2 separate regions of the Mus musculus genome follow, and region 1 is linked to region 2. A link is a contact called in public Hi-C data. All regions are on one chromosome and are shown on one strand. Each heading gives the region's core, a stretch centred on a gene start, on an enhancer-like site or on the middle of the called end of the contact. The rest is flanking DNA. Distances are from core to core; before and after follow the strand shown. Region 1 holds the start of Taf1d (TATA-box binding protein associated factor, RNA polymerase I, D). Region 2 holds the start of Dync2h1 (dynein cytoplasmic 2 heavy chain 1).

Region 1 (4,920 bases), core at 1,642-4,141, 8.1 Mb after region 2:
CAGTGTGTGCTTTTAACTGCTGAGCCAGTTCTACAGGCTCATGTTTCTTAGGCTTAGGCGTTTTAATAAATTATTTCACTAAAAGTATTTATTTGTGTGTATGCCACAACCCCCATGTGGAGGTCGGAGGACAGCTTGCAGGAGTCAGCTCTCTCTGCACGTAGAACCCCTAAGCCATCTCTGGCCTACGATTTCTATTTTTGACCATACTTTCAGAACATATATCTTCCATGAACGTGCCATTGTACATATTTAGCACCTTATATTTACAGTCTTTCTTTAAAGATATAGGATCCCTACATTGTCTCCACAAATCATCCTCCTGCCTCAGCCTCCAAGGTAGCTGAAATAGGTGACATTTACTTTAGTACTTTACCAAACATTCGTTTTTACTGTCTTTTAATTATTTAACACATATACTCGTGTGTTTCCAATGAAATATAAGTAATTATTGAAAATAGGTCCCAGCTGCTATAATCATACTTGAATTACTCTAAACATATTTTTCAATTGATTGTTTTTAATGGTTTAGAAGTAAAACATGCTAATTTTCTTTGAAATAGTTTAAGACTGATATATCATATACAAATCTAGCTTCCACACTCTTTACCCAGATGCCCCATGTTAACAGTCTATCACACTTTGTACCAGGCGTCCAGAGATATTGCCTAGTATACAGACATGCCCAATCTGCTCAATGAGCAGTGTGTTAATCCAATGCTGATTGCTTGATTTTACTTTATTTTTTGTTGAGATAAGGTTCACTATATGGCCCAGGCTAGTCTGGTACTGTGCTCTTCCTGTTTGGATCCCTTGAGTGCTGGGCCAGTTCGATGTATGTACTACCACACCCAGTCTTAGTATAGCTCAGTATATAGTGAGGAAAATGAAAGCACTTTAGATGATTATACTTGTAGTAGAATAATAGGAATAATAGGAATTCAAATTAGAGTAACACCCCCCTTTTGGAGACAAGATTTTTCTGTCTAGTCCTGTCTGTCCTGTAGAACTCATTCTGTAGACCAGGCTGGCCTCGAACTCACAGAGTACTGGGATTAAAGGCATGTGCTACCACCGCCCAGCAATATCCCTAATTTTATACTTTCTACTTTCTTAAAAGAAAATCAGTTTGTTTTATATTCCTACCAAAATAGAGACAAAGTCTAACCATGGGACTCTCCAGACCGAATAACTGGTTTAGAAATGTACGTTTGTGTAGATGACGGCAGGGGAGAACACGTGTGTGCAGAGGTTGGAGTTGGAATTAGGAGCCAAAGGGAATGGTTTCCATCGATAGTCAGAGCTGCTCCAGCACAGCTTCCAGCCAGATGAAGGCAGATATTTACTTTCCTGATGTAAGTGGTGGGAGCCAATGGCTCAGACACAGGGTAGAGAAACGTGCAGGGGGAGAAACGACACGGAAAGCAACAGGCTAACGGTGACAATCATGCTGAGTGTCATGATTAAGGCCATCCTGTATTCAGAAATTGTCAGGCCCTTTAAAGTCCCTCAAAATTCTCAAATCCATGACAGACATATTGTACTTCTTACTGTACAGAAAAGGAAACAAAATTTATTCAAGATCATTCAGTTGTTACATGGCAGAAACAGGATTCAAAAGCAGGTTCAAGCCAGGCATGGTGGTGCACATGTTTAGCTCCAGCACTGGAGGCAGAGGGCTGTAAAGGCAAGAGGTTCTCTGTGAGGTTAAAGCCAGCCTGGTTTACAAATCAAGTTCCAGGATCGTCAGGGCTACATAAAGAGACATGTGTCAAACAACAGCAGCAACAACAACAAACTCAAAGGCAGGTCTGTAAATCCAGAATGCACCCCACCCTAAGCTGAATCAGCAGTGAAGAAATGGCCCCTTTGGCTGACACCAGGAAGACTTCAGAATAATCCTGCAGCACCAGGAGAAGTGCCCATCTTCCACCTAGAGGGGACTTCTCTCTTCCAAATATATTGCACACAATATATTGCTAATTATTAGGTACTTATGATATACCACACTTTTACGATATACTAGACTAGTAGGGTTCAAGCACAAGGCTGGCTTTACAGCTTTGCAAATAGTTCATTCAGTCACATAGGACCCTATATTCATACTGATCTAACCACACACACAGGTCTTTGTTTGCTTTTTTTGTTTTTATTTTTTTTTCTCCGTGGTGCCATGTACACTAGGCAAGCTCTCTATAATCCAGTTATATCTCTAGGCCAACAACTTTACATTTGAAATGTGTTTGTCTATGAGAACTCAAGGGATAGTAATATCTGCCCTCTCACCACAGATCTTGTCACGCACTCAATAAGGTGTTTGTAATGTTCCCTTACAACTTAGTCCTAGTGGACCTGCATGGGTGCAAAGCCAGAGTCAATGCTGCAGGATTCCACAGACTGTTGGACAGTGTGTGCAGGGGTCAAAAAGTAGAAGGTGCCGGGCGTGGTGGCGCACGCCTTTAATCCCAGCACTCGGGAGGCAGAGGCAGGTGGATTTCTGAGTTCGAGGCCAGCCGGGTCTACAAAGTGCCTTCCAGGACAGCCAGGGCTACACAGAGAAGCCCTGTCTCGAAAACCAAAAAAAAAAAAAAAAAAAAGTAGGAGGCAAGTGAGGACACAGGGACAGTACAGAAATCCATAACACATGCCACCCTTAGTCTGACAGAGAGCTTGGCACACTGCGGGCTCAGTCACCACAACAAATCGACGCTCACCTGGCCCGCAGTGTCCTCCCACTTGCAGGAAGGCCTTCTTTCCACTCAGGTTCGAACACAGGTTTAGTCTCCTGCCAGTCTTTTCTGATAGCTCTAGGCCAAGGGAGAGCCGGGGTACCGCCCCTCCCGGAGGCCCGCCCACCACACGCACAGCCACGCCCACCAACGTGTACTCACGCGAGATTTCGTCCTTGTCCTAGTCCGGCTGCTGGGCGCCGGGAGCGCTCTTTTCGACGCGGCGGAAGAGGTAAGCGGTTGTTCACTGTGGCCGCTCAGGTCTGCTGCGGGCGACGGGGCCGCAGGGCGGGGTTCTTTGGGCTGCGGTCCGCGCGGAAACGGCGCTCTTGTAGGGCCAGAGCAGCGGGCCGGAATCCCGCCATCCGCAGGCCGCACGAGGCTCCGGGTCGCTGTTGGGAGAGGCCGAGGTGTTCTGGGCCTGGAGGGCGTTTTTAGTGCCGTGTAAGGGGTCGCGTGCTGCCTGCGCACATCTCTTAGGTTACGTTCCGAAAGGGTCTTGCAGCGGGCCCACGGCGCATAGTCGACGCAGCTCACCACGTGGCCTCCAAAGCTTGTAGTCTCGGAACTGTAAAGTAGCGTACAGGTGGGAGTGATTCCTAGGAATTATCTTTGATTTACTCACAGGCATATCGTTGGGGCGACCGGGTCAACCTTAAATTTCAGTTTTGGTGGGTTAATTTAAAAAAGCAATTCATGTAGCGGGCATTTTGCAATCTAAGGTCGTAGTCACCCTGTTTTTCTTATCCTCGAAAGTTGTGATTATTTTTAGTTCTAGGATTTTGTGTAGCCTAGGAAAACTGTAGTCTTTTCTCCTTTAGTACATATGGCCGTTTTGCCTGCCTAATATTTCTACACCACGTGCACGCAGTGCTCACAGAGCCCAGAAGAGGACATCGAATCTCTTAGGACTGCTTACAGCTATTTTTAGGCTGGCATGTGAGTTCTGGGAGTCTCATCTTAGTCCATTGACAGTATTCTATTCATTTCTTTTTTGGGGGGGGAGGTTTCGAGACAGGGTTTCTCTTTATAGCCCTGGCTGTCCAGGAACTCACTTTTTAGACCAGGCTGGCCTCGAACTCAGAAATCCTGCCTCTGCCTCCCGAGTGCTGGGATTAAAGGCGTGCGCCACCACGCCCGGCCATTGACAGTATACTTAACTGCTAGGCTATCGTCTCAGCCATAATCTAAAGGTTCTTTTACACGTTGTTAGGATTACAGGCCTGTGACCATTTGATCAGTAGTGATTTTTGAGCCACTATCGCCATATCCCAACTACCCGAACTCTGTTTCAGTGTCGAGTTCGCAGCCCAGATTGGAATTAGAAATGCTACTGTGAGGCTAGGTGGTGGTTAAAGCCATGTCGGGTTTTGGGGGTAGATTTAGTGAGAAAACAAACTGCATTGGAATGTGGCTTCTTGTTTTCACTCACATATTTAAAGAAAACTATGCCATATGTGTGAGGGTACTCTGGAAGACAAAAGATCACTAACAGGGAGCTGGAGTTAACAGGAGATTGTGAGCAACCCGATGTGGATACTGGAAACAAGCCCACTCAGAGGCTTTAAAGTAGATATAAAATGTACTATCCATAGGGATTTTACAGAAATTCACACAGTGGGAAGGAGTATGCTGAACTTAGACTGCTGGTACATCATTGAAATCTGTGATTGCAGAAAATTGGGAAAGGCCGCGAAAAGTGATGGCTCAATCAGAAGTGAATTCTGTCTGTGTGGCATCGGATAGAGCTGGAGATACTGGAGACCAAAGGTAAGGTAGCTTTTGTGGGTAAACTAGAGATTCAGTCCAAATGTTCAATTTATTTTTGAGACATCTCAGTAGATAGAGCCATGGCTGCCCTCACCCAGGTAATCCTGCCCATCTACCTCTCAAGAGTTGGGATTAAAGGCATGTTACCACACCCTGCACTCCAGCAAGTTATTTGTAATGCTTGTACTTAAAATAGATAGAGAGAACCTCAATTAGCATTTATATTAGCTTGACAGTTTGATTAAAACTGTATAATTCTACCAACCTGAACATGTAGGAATGGAACATAGTTTATTTTTTCCAAGAAAACTACATTTGGGGGGCTAGTTCTGGTTTTATTGGCCCATTTTTGTTTAGTAGGTAGATAGTGGAAGCTTTAGTGATTAAGTGGTGCTTTTGAAAGTTAAAACTGAACATTTTA
Region 2 (4,985 bases), core at 1,380-3,879:
GAGGCCATGGAGGAGTGTTGCTTTACTGGCCTACTCCTCATGGCTGTTCAACCTGCTTCCTTAAAGAACCCAAGACCTCAGGGATGGCACCATCAATGATGGGCTGGGACCTTCCCCTCCCCCATCATTTACTAATTAAAATGGCTTGCCTAAAGCCTAATCTTATGGAGGCATTTTCTCAATTGAGGGTCCCTCCTCTTGAATTGATTACATTATAAAATTATTTTGAGAACCACAAATATGGATCCAACACACACACACACACACAGACACTGGGCTCTGGAAATAAACTACCATCTATTGCCATATACCTCTAGTATCGTCTTCCTTAAGTTTCAGCTTGGGTAAGTTAGTATCTGATTTTCGTAGGACTATACCCAATCCAGCTTCTAGTTCACTCAAAAGATTCTGAAGTTTAGGATCAAAGTTTCTGCTCCATTCCTGGTCCTAAATAAAAGACAGACAAGAGCAGCCATTGGTCCAAGCACTGCCAGTCAAGCTTGCTTTAAAAGCAGTCTAGAAACTAAGTCCACACATCTCTACTTCATTGAAAGTCTGCTTCAACTTTCATTTCAACAGTTAAAATTTTCTAAAAGTTATTTAGTACAGCTATTTAAGTTGATATAAGTTGTATTTCGTAACTTTATCCATTATTCAACAAAGCTTAAAGTAACAGAAGTTTGACACAATCATCAACACCATAAATTTTTTCAATAAATGAACTAAAATGGATTAAAGAGTAAATACAATAATACGTATATCTGTTTCCTTATCGACCAAATACCCATATAAATCCACAAGCACCGCACCCACCTTCAGCAACATGGGTGCAAACACCTGTCGTACTGCTTGGTAAAGGGAGTTGATAGGTGATTCCAGCATAGAAGAAACCAGAATGTTGTTATGCAGATTGCCATCTGTAATTACTTCTGGTCGGAGCTTGAAAAACACCAGCACTTTGTCTTTTGCGTCATCAAAATCAATCTAAAGTGATAAACAAAAGATGCTATGTCTTCTTCATAAAACTAAGAATTTGAAAGAAAGAGATGTTATATTTGACATGCTGTCGAATCACTACCTGCTTGGATGAAAATAGTTAAAGGCAATATATTCAAACCATCCACTTCTGATTCTCAGTGACTGCCTGGCTAAAAACTAATTCCTGCTTAATATATGATTATCATAAAGCTACACTAGTAAATATTTGTGGGCATAAAACCCTATGTATTGCTGACACTCCCAGCTAACTTTCCTACTGAATCCGACTCAGTAATCCTGCAGATTAAGACTGAAGCCCCCTCATACATGTGTACTTCCCTACTGCCCCAAAGTGTGTATGCATGTATAGACATACATACATACATACATACATACCTTGTCACCTACAGGGGGGCATTTTAAATTTTTTAAAGGTGCCTTTAAATTTGCACATGCATTTAAAACTGCCAAAATGAATGAGTCTATCTCCTAAGATTATCTTTACTGTAGCCAAAATTGTAGAGTTTGAACATCAACTTAGTATTAGAAATGGTACACAAGCTGGGTTTGCTGTGCATGGCTGTTTTCTCAGCACTGGGGAGGATCAGACCAAAGGATGACATGGTCAATAACAATCTGGACTAGGAAGCTAGACTGTATCAAACGTAAATAAATAACCAAAAGGTGAAATAAACTGACTTCACGGGAATGTACTAAATCAATACTAAAGATGTCAATTTATAGTAATCAATTTATTAACCAAAAAGTATAACGCTCAACAGATTTTTTTCCTTTTTCCTTTTTCCAGAAAGCCAATAAATTAAAGACTTATAAACCTTACTCTCTTTAGAGACGTTTTATGGCACTTTTATCCTAATTTTTAAAATAATTTGTCACAGGAAAGAGGCAGACATTTTACTGTAAAATTGTCATCTTTGACGAGGATGAAAATTATGTGAAATTCAAGGACTAGCGTTTATCAAGTTTGAAAACATAAGTACACTCAGTTATGTAACATATTAGTTGTGTTCACACTACACTGGCCACGCTCCAGTTCAAAGGAAGCTGAGAATACAGATGTCTTAAACAGTTATGCAGTCAAATTGCTAAAGGCTCAGAATTGGGAGGCCAGCCTGGAAGAACCAGGCTGTCTGAAAAGAAAGAGCTGAGGTGCCTACGGCTCGTTCCTATTTGGATGTGTGGACAGGGAAACTCCTACTATACGAAGGCAGGAACAACTTGAGCCCCAGGGCTCCTGGGCAAGGCTTGCCTAGCATGAGGACCTGGGACCTGAGGGAAGGGAGCCGAGGCCCGACCTGGGCACGAGGGACAGGGGAGGCCGCGCCATCGCCTTACCGTGTTGGAAAAGGCCAGCCCAGCTTCGGACCGCTGCACCCGAAGTAGCATCTGGTTCCCGTCGTCCAAGAAGTTGTTCACCTCCGGGCAGTTGCTCAACGGAGGCTGATCCCAGAGCTCCGGTCTCAGCCCGAAGTAATTCTGGGTGGTCGTAAAAAGAAAGAGTTTGCGGACATCTCCGAGGCTTCCCGCCATGGCCGCGGAGACAGAAAGGGACCTGGAGAGGTTCAGTGCCTTCACCACTACACTCAGCAGTTGCCAAGCTCCGTCGCTATGGCGACCGCTTCACGCCTACTGAGCGCGCACCGGAAGTAGGACATCTGAGGCCTGCAAGGTAGGCTGAGGATTCCTGCACTCATCGATTGGATGTGCTGCGAGCTCCTTCTATCCCTACATCTTCCATTCTGATGCTGAGCTCTCCTGTTTCCACTTCTCGTGCAAACCACAATCAAGTATCAGGGTCGACATCTGTGAAATGGGGAGTTAGGAGTTTACAACAAAGTTGCAGTAAGCCTTTAAAAGAGATTATTACTATTTAAAAATCACCATTTATCCAAGCATGATGGTCTACGACGGTAGCCAGAGTATCCAGGATGCTGAAACATTAGAATCCTGAGAGTTAGAGGGCAGCCTTGGGTACATAAGGACACCCAGTGTCACAGTCAGTGGAGCTGGAGAGGTACATCAGCGATTAAGAGCACTTTTTGCTCTTTTTAGTTCCCCGCATACATGAGGTGTCTAAGCTTTCCTATCCCCACTTAGGGGAGGGGATGACGCTCCGCCCTCTTCTGAACTTTGCCCATACATACAAGCAGGCAAAACACATACACATAAAATAAATACATATAAAGTAAATAAATCAAAACAAGGAAGCAAACAACTTGTTAGAAAGTTCTGTATTTCTTTATTCTTTCAAGCTATCTGCTCCTTCCAGGGTCGCTTAACTTACTACCGTTGGGTTTGTCTTTGTTGGTTTTAGTAATTTTAGTAAAACTTTAAGTCATATGTTACTATTTGTCAGGTGTTTCTAGGTTCTTGGTCTTTTATCCAAAGAAGTTAAAATAAGGATGCCCAAAGAAAGGTCCACAAAGCAGCCAAGTAAGAGACTGATAACACTGTTAAGACTGCCGATTGGGCCACAACTCTGATCACACACAGAGATCGTTCTTTAGGGCTTCTCTGTATGGGGTTTAGTAGAAGAACTTTGTTTATTAAGGTTCATGTTTTGGCTTCATTTCTATTTTTGATTAATATATTCAGGCATCGTTATTTTCCAAGGCATGTCCCTTCCCACAAGGCATCAAATTCTAATCATATGCATGCCCAATGGCATAGGCATAGGAATGTAAATAGGAGATTGTTCCTAGACATTAACAGAGCATACCAAAGCCAGTTCAGGCTAGTTAGGCCCTCTATTCTTTGTACCTGGATATATTGGGAGTCTATTTGAATGGAAACTGCCTGTATGATATTTTAGAAGTGCACAAGTTTACCTTTATCCAGAGAGCAGTGTATGTGTAGCCAGATGCAGGATTGAGGTTGCTAGAAGCATTATAGACTGGGGAGTGTGCATGCAGGTAAAGGAGATGAGCTGTCAAGTTTGTTATTGGGGGGATAAGGGATGAAGATTTATAATGCAATCCAAATGCAGGGATGCTAAACTATTACTTGTGGTTGTCTGCCACAATTACCCTACCACAGTAATGTTTTAATGACTTATTTATAATATTTCATGTGCATTGGTATTTTGCCAGATCCCCTAAAACTGTAATTATGGACATGTGTGAGATGTCATGTGGGTGCTGGGAATCGAATCTGGGTTGTCTGGAAAAGCAGCCAGTGGTCTTAACTGCTGAGTCATCTCTCCAGCCTCTGCAAATTTCTAAATAGCCAAAATAAACAAAATGATGGATTAGTTTAATACTAACTAGAGACACTGAGAAAAATCACAGATGAGGACAAGAGGCTTCATCATTTGCCTCATTGGAAACTACTAAACTGATCGTTACTCCCAAAATCCATCAGACTCAACTCCGTCTCTTGCAATCACTTCCCGCTGAGTGCGCACCCAAAGTAGGATTTCTGGAGCCTGCAGGCTGATTTCTGCACTCATGGATTGGACGTGCTGAGAGCACTTCTATCCGTGCATCTTTCCTTCTGATGCTCAACTCTAGTTTTTTCACTGCACACAATCAAGTATCAGGTTTAGCCTTTCATCTGTACGCACTGATTTAAACTGCCATTCTAAAATATATTTTTTTTAAATTAGTTTGGGGCTTTTTGTTGTTTTGGATTTTGTGTATGTCGTTTTGTTTTTAAATTTGCACTCAATAACCAGTGTCTCCTAAACTACGGTCTTTCAGAATTGGAAAAACAGCCCTTCTGTCTCTGTGAACCTTAAGATCTGAGAGTAGGAAAAGAGGAAGTTCAACTGTTCTCAATTACAAAAGTAAATAAATGAAAATGCTCAAAAGGAATCAAGGAAATGTGAGATGGGGTTCCAGCCATTGAATGGGCAGGCCACTAGGTACAGGATGATCCTAAGACTCCATGTTTTTATTGAGCTGGCTGTGGTGGCTCACTGCAGTAATATTAGTACTTAGGAGGGTTAATTGGGAGAATCACTGAGTTTGAGGCTGGCCTAGGTTATA

The links. Hi-C and Micro-C count contacts between places; a contact is called where the count stands out from the background.
Region 1: a Hi-C map of CD4 T cells shows a contact between it and region 2, with 4 times the contacts expected there. The contact joins the promoter of Taf1d here to the promoter of Dync2h1 in region 2. A contact is called at or near these places in 3 of 39 promoter capture datasets (cranial neural crest, hippocampal neurons and second pharyngeal arch cranial neural crest), 2 of 484 Hi-C or Micro-C datasets (CD4 T cells and cortical neurons) and 1 of 9 other capture datasets (adipose tissue).

The regions. Positions count from the first base shown.
Region 1 is chr9:15,303,323-15,308,242 of GRCm38.p6, forward strand. It overlaps Taf1d (TATA-box binding protein associated factor, RNA polymerase I, D), which reads left to right and starts at 2,892. Exons shown (of 7, transcript NM_029248.2): 1 at 2,892-2,961; 2 at 4,406-4,499. The coding sequence starts at 4,432. 4931406C07Rik (RIKEN cDNA 4931406C07 gene) reads right to left here and starts at 2,845. Exons shown (of 9, transcript NM_001199485.1): 1 at 2,715-2,845.
Region 2 is chr9:7,174,429-7,179,413 of GRCm38.p6, forward strand. It overlaps Dync2h1 (dynein cytoplasmic 2 heavy chain 1), which reads right to left and starts at 2,630. Exons shown (of 89, transcript NM_029851.3): 1 at 2,335-2,630; 2 at 814-984; 3 at 312-447. The coding sequence starts at 2,529. It also overlaps a transcript of Dcun1d5 not described here.